Regions from separate parts of the Mus musculus genome. Here regions 1, 3 and 4 are each linked to region 2. The links are chromatin contacts, called in public HiCAR-type and HiChIP or PLAC-seq maps. All regions are on one chromosome and are shown on one strand. Each heading gives the region's core, a stretch centred on a gene start, on an enhancer-like site or on the middle of the called end of the contact. The rest is flanking DNA. Distances are from core to core; before and after follow the strand shown.

Region 1 (2,744 bases), core at 132-2,631, 820 kb before region 2:
AAGAAGTGATTTCTAGAAACAACTGAATAAACGCACCAAGTTGTCACTGTAAGTAAAAGCTCATATTCCCGGCGAGCAAAGAACAGGTACTGAGACCACTTTTGGGCAATAACCTCGCTAACAGCAAGTTCTGGTAGATCCACCACAGCCAACAAAAAAGCTCTAATAAATCTTTTCAAACAGGCAGCCCTGGATGGTAACCTGTTTCAAAACCCTTTAAACCTCGTTACTTCGAACACTGAACAATCTTACACAACTCCAGGATGGGGTGGTCATTTGCTTCAAACTTCACGAAGAACTGTGCCGGCCATCTCTTGTTAAACATTTGGCTTGTTGGTTTCAAATGGACTGGTAAAAGCGAAGACTATCCTACAAATGAGGACTACATATTTACATCTCTAGACTTACTGACAAAAGTAGACATAAGCCCCTCCCTCACCGTTGGAAAAGCTACTAGAAACCAAGCCTCTCAGTTTGATCTGGAGAACTTCTATGGTCCCGGGTTTATTAGCCCACAGCCCTGTTTCAGGGGTGAGAGTCAGTCTGATGCTTTCCAGAGCATCCATACCAGCGCCCGGAGCTAATCACTAGCTAAAAGCAAGAAGAAATCCCAAGCACCGAGACATCTAAGGCGCCCTCTTTTCAAGAGTGCTTGTAGCTTCTGTGTGCTCCATTCAGGGTCCTGTCACCATCTAGCTATCATGCTAACTAACACCGGGCACTGGAAAAAAAATCACTGAGCTCTCCAAATCCAAGCCGGCTCCGCGAGTGGACAGAGCAGTCACACAGCATCTGTCAGTCTCCCAACAGGCAGACACATAAACAAACAACAAAAGAAATTGTTTGCTCTCCCCAGGGAGGCCAGCATGCATTAAAATAAGACATGAATCCCTTGTCCTACCTTGCATCCAAACATCAACGACAAAGTGTTGTTGGTGCAAGCAACTTTGCAGTGGCAAATCATTGGTGTAAAACAGTCAGGGTCCTTAAGAACAGGGGACATTCCTTTTGGGCTGCGGCAGTGGCAGCTCTCTGGGGGAACCGAACTTGGTGCTCACCCAGTTCTCGGAGCGACAGCCTGCCTAGACAGCCTAGACAGAGCGGCAGCTGTAATCGCTGCCCCCTGCGCCTGGTGCAGCCATCCCCGAGCCTAGGTGCAAGCACTGCTGCCGGCAAGTACAGTGCGTCTCGGGGTCTGTCTTCCCAAGAGAACGAAGGGTGGGGGAAGGGACAGAGAGCGAAGAAGGGTTCCCCACTATACGGAAATTGAAGGAGGTAAAATAAAAATAATTATAAATAAATCAATCAAAATAAAAGGAAGCAGAGCGCTTTTGAGGAGGGTTCAAAGGAGGTGGGGCAATATTAGCATGTAAAAGGATGTGCCCGCCTACTCGCCCCAGTCACTCTAGATCGTCAAGCAAGCTGAAGGGGGTTGAGATTATTCCCTCTGAAGGAAATTTTAAAAAAGAAGAAAGAAAGGGGGGGAAAAATCCACAATGCAGTTCCCAATTTGGTAAGAAGCCAGTGGCTTGCTGCTGCAATTCAGAGTCACCGTGGGGAGCGCTGGCCCAGAGAAGTGGGAGGGAGGGGCGGGGTAAGGGAGAGAGCGGTGCACGCGGTTCGCCAGCCTGGTGGCGCTCCGGGTGCCGCCAAGAAGTCCCTGGCTTAAGCAGGTGGGCCATTCCCAAGTGACGTGACCCCGAGAACACACAGGACCCTGTTACTACTGCTGCCTCAGCGTGGACGTCCTCAGATGCTGAGTTCCTGGGAAGAGGCGGACAGCGCCCAGCAGTGGAGGGACTGTCCTCCCCACCCCCATAGAAGAGCTAGTAGAGGAAGGAGGAGGGGAAAGTATCCAGCAAAGAGAGCTGATGCAGTATTAGGCTCCAAAAGATTAATGCTTTCCGGGTCAGCGAGTCCACTTGCTCTACGGGTTGTGAAGGGGGCCTCAAAGCCAAGCCTTTATCTGCTAATGACTTTTTTTTTTTTTTCAAATTCAAAAGATAAGGACATTCTGCTCCTCCTCCCTTCCCACCCTTTCGACCTAGGAGGTGCCATAGAGGTTCCCAGAAGCCACGGAAGTATCCATGCTGTTCTAGTATGAATGATAAGACCAATATACACTTTTTGTTTTGGCTGTCTTGGTTTTGTTTTTATAAATGAGACTGTGAAAATGCAAAAAGATTTTTTTAAGTTAGCAAGCAGCTAACACAGCTGCAAAATAGCTTAGTGACAGATTTGAGAAAGTGATAAGGAATGCAAGGGGTAGGGACTTGGTAAACTTAGCACTCAGAGTGCTGCCTGGGTACCATTCCTCACAGAGGGTTGATGGAAAGAGCAGAGATATCATCATCAGGTTTGGAGTAAGAAGGCTGTGTGTGGCTGTGTCTGTCACTCACTGTCACTTGCATGGTCTGAGTGCATTGATGTCTGATATGCATCATAACACCTAGAAAGAGCTGGGGAACAAGGTCATTAACTCCTGGGCAAAGACTCAGAACAGGGCAGTGGCTCTGCTCTCTGCTTGCAAACCTTCTGTTGGGCCTTAGAAATCGATCTGTCACTTGTTCATGCCATACAATCTCAGTAAGGCATGAAAAGTAGGTTCATAGAAAACACATGGCAGATAGTTTGAAAACCAGTTTTGCTGATGACCTCAGGGGACAGCTCCAGATTTACAAGGCTCCAGCAAGAACAAAAGAAAAAAATAATAAGAAGTTACTAGATAAAAAGTAGTATCTTAT
Region 2 (2,915 bases), core at 401-2,900:
AAAGTAGCCTAAGCAGCCGAGCATGAGCGTTACGGGAAGAGATGGATCCTTACCAGGTTGTGAGGCGGGAACGACTGCTCTGTAACCCCTACAACGGAGCCTGGCAGGAAGGAAATCACCTAAAAAAGAAACTGTCAGAGAGATTTAATAGTCACAGGTTATCATTAGGAGTTGGTTACAGTGTCACATTCATGCTTTTAGCTAAACACTTAAAAGATTTAATATTACTTTTTTTTCCGCCTCTGAAATGCGTCCGGTGACGATGTCCCACTAAGGTGTTTGACATGGTGTAAGGGAGGAGAAAGGGGTAAACGCGGATAAAGAGCAGATTACTTGACCCTACATTTTAAGAGACGACGACGCCTTCCGAGCGCACGCCGAGCAGAACTCCACCGACACCTTATCCTTGTCCACATGGAGACACACTCCTCCCGCCGCGTCGTCCTCTTCCCGCGGCTCCGGCGGCTGCTTCCCCACCGGCAGGGCGTAGTCGTGGTCGCCGGCGGGCGAGTCTCTGAAGAGGGAGGTGGTCAGCCGCAGTCCCACGCCGCTCAGTCGGCTCAGCAGGCGAGCTAGTCCGGTCTCGTTGGCCAGGACGGCCCGTAGGTAGCGACTCTCCTCCTGCAGTGCTTGCACGCGCTTGCCCAGCTCCCGATTCTCGGCCCGCAGCTCCTGGTTCTCGGCTGCCAGTCCCCGGACCCGACTCTCCAGCCCCATCACGTACTCCTTCTTCTTGAGCCGATTAAGACGGGCAGCGGCCGCCGCCGCCTTCCGGGGACTCTTGGTCGCCGCCTGGTTGCCGTCGTTGGCGCCACCGCCTCCTGCTCCCGGGGACTTTCTCCGCCTCTTCTCCCCGCCGCCGCGGTCACCGCCGCTGCTGCAGCCTCCGATGCCGTTCAACAGCCTCTGCAGCAAGTCGGAGAAGCGCTGCATCTCGGCGGCCGCGGTGTCGTCGTCGTCGTCCCCCCTCAACAGGCCGCCGCTCTCCGAGCCTCCGCCGGACGAGGACAGGGGCCCGGGCGAGCTGAGCCCGGGCTCCAGGTGCCAGTCCGGTTGCCGAGGGTCCAGCAGATCGGCCAGCTCCAGCCCGGAGAGAAAGTCCATGTCCTCCGGCTCTTCCTTGGGGACCATGGCGATCGCGTCCTCCTCCTCCTCCTCCATCTTCAGGGGCGAGGGCGCGGGCGCGCGCACGGCCACGCTGCCGCGGCTCCCGCTCCGGGCCTCCGGCTCGCCCCCGTCCCCGTCCCCGTGAGGTTGCTCGCGGTCAGGCGATCCGGGCCTCGGGGTCTCCGCCCCCGCGGCTGCCCCGCTCGGCTCCCGGGGCGGCGCGCGCGTGGCGGGCGGCTCCCGGCTGTCGCGGCGGCTCGGGAAGTCGCGGCCCGAGGCTGCCAGCAGCTTGGTCAGGCTGTGCCTCATGGGGCTGAGCGGCGGGCCCGGGTAGGCCGCAGCCACTCCGACCCCGGGCCCCCAGCGCGCAGAGCCACGGCGCCGGGCCGACCGCAGGCGCGGGGCAAGGTCCGAGTGGCCTCCGGCGGCCGCCCAACCCCCCGCACGAGGCGGGGGGAAGGCAGTGGAAGCGCGAAGCGGCGAGGCCCGGGGGAGGACTCGGCCGCGCCACCCAGACAGCGGCCTGGCCGGAAGTTACTCTCTGCCCACCCCGCCCACAAAAACGCGCTTCGCTCCAGCCAGAGTATCGCGAGATTCCGAGTGCTTTCGAGGTGCAGTAACTTCGGCTTTGCGGTGATGTCATAGGAGCAGCAGGCAAAACACAATAAAACCTAGTTTCCACCCCCCCCCCACTCATCGGTACTACCCGGTACCACTCTCCTCGATCCAATATGACATCTAGACATATTTGACGTAGCTATATTAAAAAAAAACTGTTTTTGTGAACGCTTTTATTTTTGCTGTTTCTCTCTAAACTGCAAGCAAAAAACAGCACGCATAAGGAAATAGTCCCCGTTAAAACAAAAGACTTTAAATCAGAAGTGTTACCAAATTCTGGGGAACGCAGTCACGTACTGACACTAACTCCCCAGGCGACATTCAGAGGTCCTTAGTCTCAGAAAATGATCTTTCATAATACTATTACTGCTATTATTGTCATTATTACATCATTTTTATTTATCATTTGTTTTTGCAATAAGGGTCACTTGCAGAATTAGCTCCTTTGCCAAGAGTGGGTGGTTGGTTTGTTTACTGGTCTCTTGTTTTGCTGTTTGTTTTCTGCTTTTTTTTTCTTTTGTCAAGTCATGGTAGTTACTTAGGCTTTTTCCGTTTTTAAAATACCAGCTTTTTGAAAAGACCAAGTCTTGAACAAAACACTTCACTTTTTATTCAATGAGTTCATGCACATAGCACTGATGTAACGAATTCTTTTAAGCCTCACTACACATTGGGCCAATAGTGCGGGGGGGGGGGGGGGGGGGGGGGGGGGGGGGGGGGGGGGGGGGGGCTTCTGCAACCACCAGGACAAACAAAGTAATGTAATTCAGTTTAACACACTGAGTAGCCAGTGTTGATTCAAACTTCAAGAGTATGATCCCAGAGTTCTTAATTTTAGGCATTTTTTTTAAATCATTTTATTTTATTTTATTTTTTTAGATTTATTTATTATTTATTATATGTAAGTACACTGTAGCTGTCCTCAGACACTCCAGAAGAGGGAGTCAGATCTCATTACGGATGGTTGTGAGCCACCATGTGGTTGCTGGGATTTGAACTCCTGACCTTCGGAAGAGCAGTTGGGTGCTCTTACCCACTGAGCCATCTCACCAGCCCAATTTTAGGCATTTTTAAGCAAAGCACAGTTTGGTGGAAGAGTTTCCTGCTGATAATCGAGAGTATGCAGCAATATGACCTGACCACCATGAAACTCTGTGTAAAAGTATGCATGACATCTTCCATAAAGACAA
Region 3 (2,700 bases), core at 112-2,611, 930 kb after region 2:
GTTTGAGAAACACTACTCAACAATGTGTTCAGGGCTTTCCTATTTAAAGGCAAGGCAAACACTAGCTCACTGGACATGTCACTAACATCCTGGTGTGGAATAGGATGTCAGGCCCTCCCTTTCTGAGGGCAAGCTTTGACAGGAAAAAAGGAAGGCTACTCTGGGATTGACAGGAGAAAAAAGAAGGAGGAGGAAGAGGAGGAGGAGGAGGAGGAGGAGGAGGAGGAAGAGGAGGAGGAGGAGGAGCAGGAGGAGGAGGAGAAGGAGGAGAAGGAGGGAGAGGAGGAGGAGGAGGAGGAGGGAGAGGAGGAGGAGGGAGAGGAGGAGGAGGAGGAGGAGGAGGAGGAGGAGGAGGAGGAGGAGGAGAGAAGAAAACGACCTCTGCAAAATTTTGTCCTACTGTTCAGGAGCTGTCTGACTGCTAGCAAGATTAGGCCTCTCCAGTCCTCCAGTCCTGAGGGGAAATCCACAGCTCCACCCTTTTCATCTCCATGACCTGCATGAAGGGTTGGTTCACAGAAATGGATGTGTGGATAGTCTTAAGAGACTACTAAGACTATATAGCATTAGATATTTAAATAGTGAGGTCACCAGGCTGACTCAGTCCCCCAGGTGTGGACTTCTCCAGTGATTTAGGGAAACAGGCACCATAAGCTAGGAGGTGGCTCCACCAGCTGGTGCCCTGGTGCCCCAGTAAAGACCAGGCCGGGGGCGTCACCAGTCAACCCCTGGGAAGCTGCCAAGTCCGCGATCCCTTGCTGTGCTCTGGGACCCAGTATGCTAGCAGCTGAACTGCAGGGCCTGCAACCTCGGTAGCCTGCCTCTGGATTACAAACTGAGGTACACTCTAGAAGCGCTAGAGGAGGAACTAAGGTGGAAAGGAGCTCGGTCGTCACTATTCAAGGCGCACAGAATGCGCACGGGTGAGGAGCTTACAAGTTTGAATTCTGCTTTGCAAACTTGCCTAGCGGCGCTCCACGCACCCGGGGTGCTGGAGGACTGGAAGGTTGGAAGGGACCGCCCACTCTGGAGCATTGCTTTAGCAGACTCTGGGCAATGTAGACCCCTAGAACTTGGTGTGAAGTTGTCTAGAGCGGGAGAGTGCAAGAGTCACTGGTAGGAGCCGTTCATCGGACACGGTGCAGGGGCATCGAGTACGGGGACCCGCTGGTGGTGACGCGCTGCGGAGACCCACCTGCGCGGGGCCCGAGGGTTCTGGACCTCTGAATAGCAGGGTGACGCTGGCTGGAGGCAGGCGGCTAGGGGAAGGGGAGGCGACGGCCGGCGGGCTGCGCGGCTCGCGGCTGGGGGCGGGGCGGGAGGGCCCGGGAGGCGAAGGGGAGGGGATGGGGGGCGGACCGGGTGCTGCAGGCTCTGCTGGACCTCAGGCTCGCACTCGGCCACTCTGCGGAGCAGGCATGGGAGCCGCGCGCGTCCTCCGGGCGCCCACACCTGTCTGAGCGGCGCACGGCCGCGGCCCCGGCGGGCTGCTCCACGCGGGTGAGTGCGATGCGGGGACCCGGCGTCTCCCGCTGGGTCCGAAGGACCAGGCGTGTGCCGGAGCCGGACAAAGAGTCGGGTGCGCGCGGGGTGGGGTGGCTGCGGGTAACACCGGGGAGTTTGCCGTGGCTTCCGCACAGACTCTGGGCTTAGGACAAGAGCCTGAAAGAGCCTCCCTCCCCGGACACCGGCTCTGTACAGCGTTTGGATTCACTCAGTGTCTCTCTTAAAGTGGATGGGGAAAAGAAGGTTTTGAAAGCGCTGTCTTGGATGCAAGGTGTTGTCTAGGGGTCAAGTGGAGCTGTGTATGGCAAGGTGTCCCTGGAGAGGTCAAGGTAGGCTCTCCCCCACGAACACACACTGTAACCTCTACCATTTTCTTTCTTTGAGTTTTGCGCCTACTGTATCTGACTTCATCGTGCTCTGAGCATTAATTTTTAACCTGGCACGTGACTATGAACACACCTTAACAAGCAAGAAAAAGTCAGCAAACACAAGTTGGGATCAGGCTCTGTGCTGGGTGCCGACTTTGCTCTGAGTGCTAAATCTAGAAAATTATGCCTGGGCTATCAACAGTTGTTGGAAGCAAATATTTCTTCAGCATGTAGCCATTTATCACAAATTGCTAACTGAAAGAAAAGATTTGCCCTCCCCTAGAACTTTTAAGAGAGGAAGATGTGTTTAGATGGAGCAATACCACCCCCTCCTGAAATGGAGCCGATTCTCCCTCCCACCTCCCTCAGAGCATCCCTTGAGAAAAGCCTCTGATTAAAATCCTGTTTGTTTTATTGTCCATTGGGTGACATCCACGAGAATTTAGAAACAGCCCGTAGCCTGTGGAAAGTTCCAGATGATTCAGGATCTCGGTTAGTATAGAAATTGCTACTCCCAGGTCTTGTAAGTGAACTTGAGAGGTCCTAGCGAATGCCTTAAGGACAGATAGGTCAATACAAAATAGCCTTATCAGGCTCTGTGAGAAGAGTTTGATTTATAGTTGAAGTTAGGTTTTTCCAAAATCCCTATTGCAAATTAGTATCAGGATATTGTTAGACATTGTTTCGGGGGGGGAAAGTGTTTAAAAGAACTATTACCTGTCTTTCTAGGAGTCTCCTAGGAGTGAGGTACAGTAGTGCATGCCTGTGAATCCTAACACTTCGAAGGCTGGGGAAGGCCAGTGAACTTGAGGCTAGCCTGTGTTAT
Region 4 (2,700 bases), core at 10-2,509, 1.0 Mb after region 2:
CAGCTCAGGTACTAAGACCAACAATTAATAAATGGGACCTCAGGAAACTGAAAAGCTTCTTTAAAGCCAAGGACACTGTCAACAGGACAAATCAGTGATTTCTACTGAGCTCTTCTCAGGTGCCTTGTGTCACCTATCAGCTACTATGCCATTTATCCAGAGAATGCTTTATTTCATATATTGTATTTTCAGTTGTACATTAATCACTTTTTTTTTACTTTTGTATAAGTTGTTTATCTGCACATTTTTATTCACTCCTTGATCAAAATTATTTATTCTCCAGTGAGAGATCCCAACCTAAGTCTTACATTTTTGCAGGTAGGTATATTGCCCGCAAGTCTTTGAACAGAACTATCATAAGCTATTTTAATATCATTACTAGCTAATTCTAATACCTAGTTCATCTAAATGGTTGTCTCTGTGTATTGCATTCCCTATAAAGTATGATTTACATGTTTGTATTATTTTGTAGTAATTAAAGATTGGTATACTTTTCCATTTATTTGTGTATATGTATTCCTATGTATGTGAGTGCATGAGTGCCATTGTATACATGTCAAAGTCAGAGGACACTTGTAGAAGTTGCTTCTCTCCTTCCACCATGTGTGTTCCATCAGTTAAATTAGGGTTGTCAGGCTTAGCAGCAAATGTGTTTACCCACTGACCTACCTTTCCTTTCCACCTTTTAGTAATTTTGAATTATGTCTTCAACAATGTGATATGTTACAGAGATTGTTTTCTGTCGTAGTCATCCTGTATTGAAACTGTTTTGCTCTAGTAGTGACATCCAGATTTTCAAAAATGGATATCTTAGAAAGTGTTGCACGGGATTTCAAAATGAGACCGGAGGCAAGAAGCATCTTTAACATCTTTAAGCATCTTCAACAACAGTGCAGCGAAACCTGCATCTTTGAGACTCCAGGAATTTGATTAAAAGGGAAGTTTGCATTGGGAGACTCAGACCCCTACTTTCCAACACTCCAGTAAATGGCTGAAAACTGAGCCCGAACTGAAATGTCAAGAACCCCTGGATATAGATTGAGAGGCAAGGTAATGATTTGGGATGTCATTTTCACAGGAGGAAGTGAATGTTGTGACTTTTCCTGAAGAGACATGGACGGTCACATCCTGCCCTCTGCGTAGTGAAGCAACAACAGAACAAAGAAATAGTTCCCCACAAGTCTTAAGTAAATGAAATAGTAAGTGTGGGTGGGGTTACATACAAAACATGGGTGACTCATACGCTGCTGCACTGCCCGAAAGCCAACAGTGTGGTAATACCTCAAACAGCCTCTTCCATAGTTTCCTGAGCAACTGGAAGGCCTGTTTGAGAGACTTCTTTCCACAGAAATTGTTGTGACTTCTTGTGTAACCTTTGGAAAGAGCTATTGACATATTTTTTTGCAATATACTTTTAATAAGGGTTCAACCTCTCCTCTAGCCCACCACCCAGCTAAGATAGTGAGAGAGAAAAGTTATTAGGATACGGGGGAAGTGGACTCTTGTTCAGCAATAGTTCTTTGGGGGTGAACTTGAACTTCTTTAACATCAGTTAAGTCCCATAGCAAACACCAAATACAACTCGGCAAGCTGCACATCAGTTCTCTAGGCAGGCAGCTACCAGGCACAAACCAGCAGCTGTAGTTCAATGGTGAAGAAACTACAGTGCTCGCCCACTGGCCTGAGGCAAGGCTGCAGACAACAGCAAGCTGCCGCAGGAACCTCAAGAGCAATTCTTGGGCAGGTTTCTCTCAATGGCAGCAGTACCACAAGTTCAGCTCAACAACGCTATGTAAGACAAACCAACACATGTACGCCATTAGCAAAGAATAACGAGGCAGAAAACAGCCAAACCAATGCTTGGTGCTCGTCTCCCACGGTCTATGGAGTCATATTTATATGCTTGCATCGAAGGTCCTTTCACATGTTTACTATATCAAAACATCCTCTCACCTGTGTCTGCTTCAGGAAAACACTCTTTCATGTGCCTGCTTTAGCAAGACATCCTTTCTCCTGTGTGCCTCAGCAAACCATCATTTGACATAAGTTACTAAGTCCCAAAGAACCTCCTACTTCAAAGGGCCTTTTGAATCTTGTAAGCTTCAGGAGATTTCTGAGACATGGAAGTTTTATTTCCTTTTTAAATCCCAATGAGCCACCATGTTTCTTCCAATATTTTAATATTGGACTATTTTAATTGGAAGAAATTTTCTACAAAACAGATGTCTTAGTTACCTTTCAATTGCCATAACAAAATACCATGACCAAGGCAACGTATAAAAGAAAGCACCCAATTTGGGGCTCAGGTTTCCAGAGGGTTAGAGTTCATGATCGTCATGGCAGAGAGCATGGCAGCAGGCAATCAGACATAGTACTAGAACAGCAGCTGAAAGCTTATATCCTTATTCACAAAAATGAGGCAGCAGGAGAGACACTGGGAAGGAAATGGGTTTTTAAAACCTCAAAGCCTGCACTCAGTGACACACCTCCTCAATCAAGGCTGTACTTCCGAATGCTTCCCAGACAGTTCCACCAACTGGAGACTAAGTATGGGAGCCATTTTCACCCAAACCACTACAACAAAGTGTGAGAAGACAAACAGAAGTAGGAGTTGAACCCGGGGAAGAAGCAGAGACTATAGAATAAATCAATGACTAAAAAGATCCAGAGTGCCAGGAAGAGTGGGTACAGTGACAGAAC

The links. HiCAR-type assays count read pairs that join an accessible place to other places. HiChIP or PLAC-seq counts read pairs in DNA pulled down with a chosen protein or histone mark.
Region 1: a contact with region 2 is called in an H3K4me3 HiChIP or PLAC-seq map of embryonic basal ganglia, with 7 times the contacts expected there. The contact joins the enhancer-like site here to the promoter of Crebzf in region 2. A contact is called at or near these places in 2 of 39 promoter capture datasets (cranial neural crest and hippocampal neurons), 12 of 115 datasets of contacts at active chromatin or transcription factors (SST interneurons, astrocytes, differentiating embryonic stem cells and 7 more) and 1 of 9 other capture datasets (pancreatic islet).
Region 3: a HiCAR-type map of astrocytes shows a contact between it and region 2, with 4 times the contacts expected there. The contact joins the promoter of Prss23 here to the promoter of Crebzf in region 2. A contact is called at or near these places in 2 of 39 promoter capture datasets (pre-B cells and second pharyngeal arch cranial neural crest), 9 of 115 datasets of contacts at active chromatin or transcription factors (astrocytes, craniofacial prominence, embryonic hindbrain and 5 more) and 1 of 9 other capture datasets (adipose tissue).
Region 4: an H3K4me3 HiChIP or PLAC-seq map of bone marrow-derived macrophages shows a contact between it and region 2, with 6 times the contacts expected there. The contact joins the enhancer-like site here to the promoter of Crebzf in region 2. A contact is called at or near these places in 7 of 39 promoter capture datasets (the 3T3-L1 cell line, 3T3-L1-derived adipocytes, hippocampal neurons and 3 more) and 3 of 115 datasets of contacts at active chromatin or transcription factors (bone marrow-derived macrophages, fibro-adipogenic progenitors and pancreatic cancer cells).

The regions. Positions count from the first base shown.
Region 1 is chr7:91,261,153-91,263,896 of GRCm38.p6, reverse strand. All of the region lies in intron 1 of Dlg2 (discs large MAGUK scaffold protein 2), which reads right to left. Among named protein-coding and RNA genes, the nearest start is that of Gm24552, 20 kb to the right of the region's middle. Within about 2 kb of position 1,381, at least 89 of the 459 cell types and tissues checked have an H3K27ac peak or open chromatin away from gene starts, as enhancers often do. A contact at or near this core is called in SST interneurons, differentiating embryonic stem cells, embryonic basal ganglia and 4 more, where this site is marked.
Region 2 is chr7:90,441,516-90,444,430 of GRCm38.p6, reverse strand. It overlaps Crebzf (CREB/ATF bZIP transcription factor), which reads right to left and starts at 1,650. Exons shown (of 1, transcript NM_145151.3): 1 at 1-1,650. The coding sequence starts at 1,416. The coding sequence ends at 340.
Region 3 is chr7:89,516,247-89,518,946 of GRCm38.p6, reverse strand. Prss23 (protease, serine 23) reads left to right here and starts at 1,361. Exons shown (of 2, transcript NM_029614.4): 1 at 1,361-1,500.
Region 4 is chr7:89,443,865-89,446,564 of GRCm38.p6, reverse strand. No RefSeq gene overlaps it. Among named protein-coding and RNA genes, the nearest start is that of AI314278, 19 kb to the right of the region's middle. Within about 2 kb of position 1,259, at least 48 of the 459 cell types and tissues checked have an H3K27ac peak or open chromatin away from gene starts, as enhancers often do. A contact at or near this core is called in bone marrow-derived macrophages, fibro-adipogenic progenitors and pancreatic cancer cells, where this site is marked.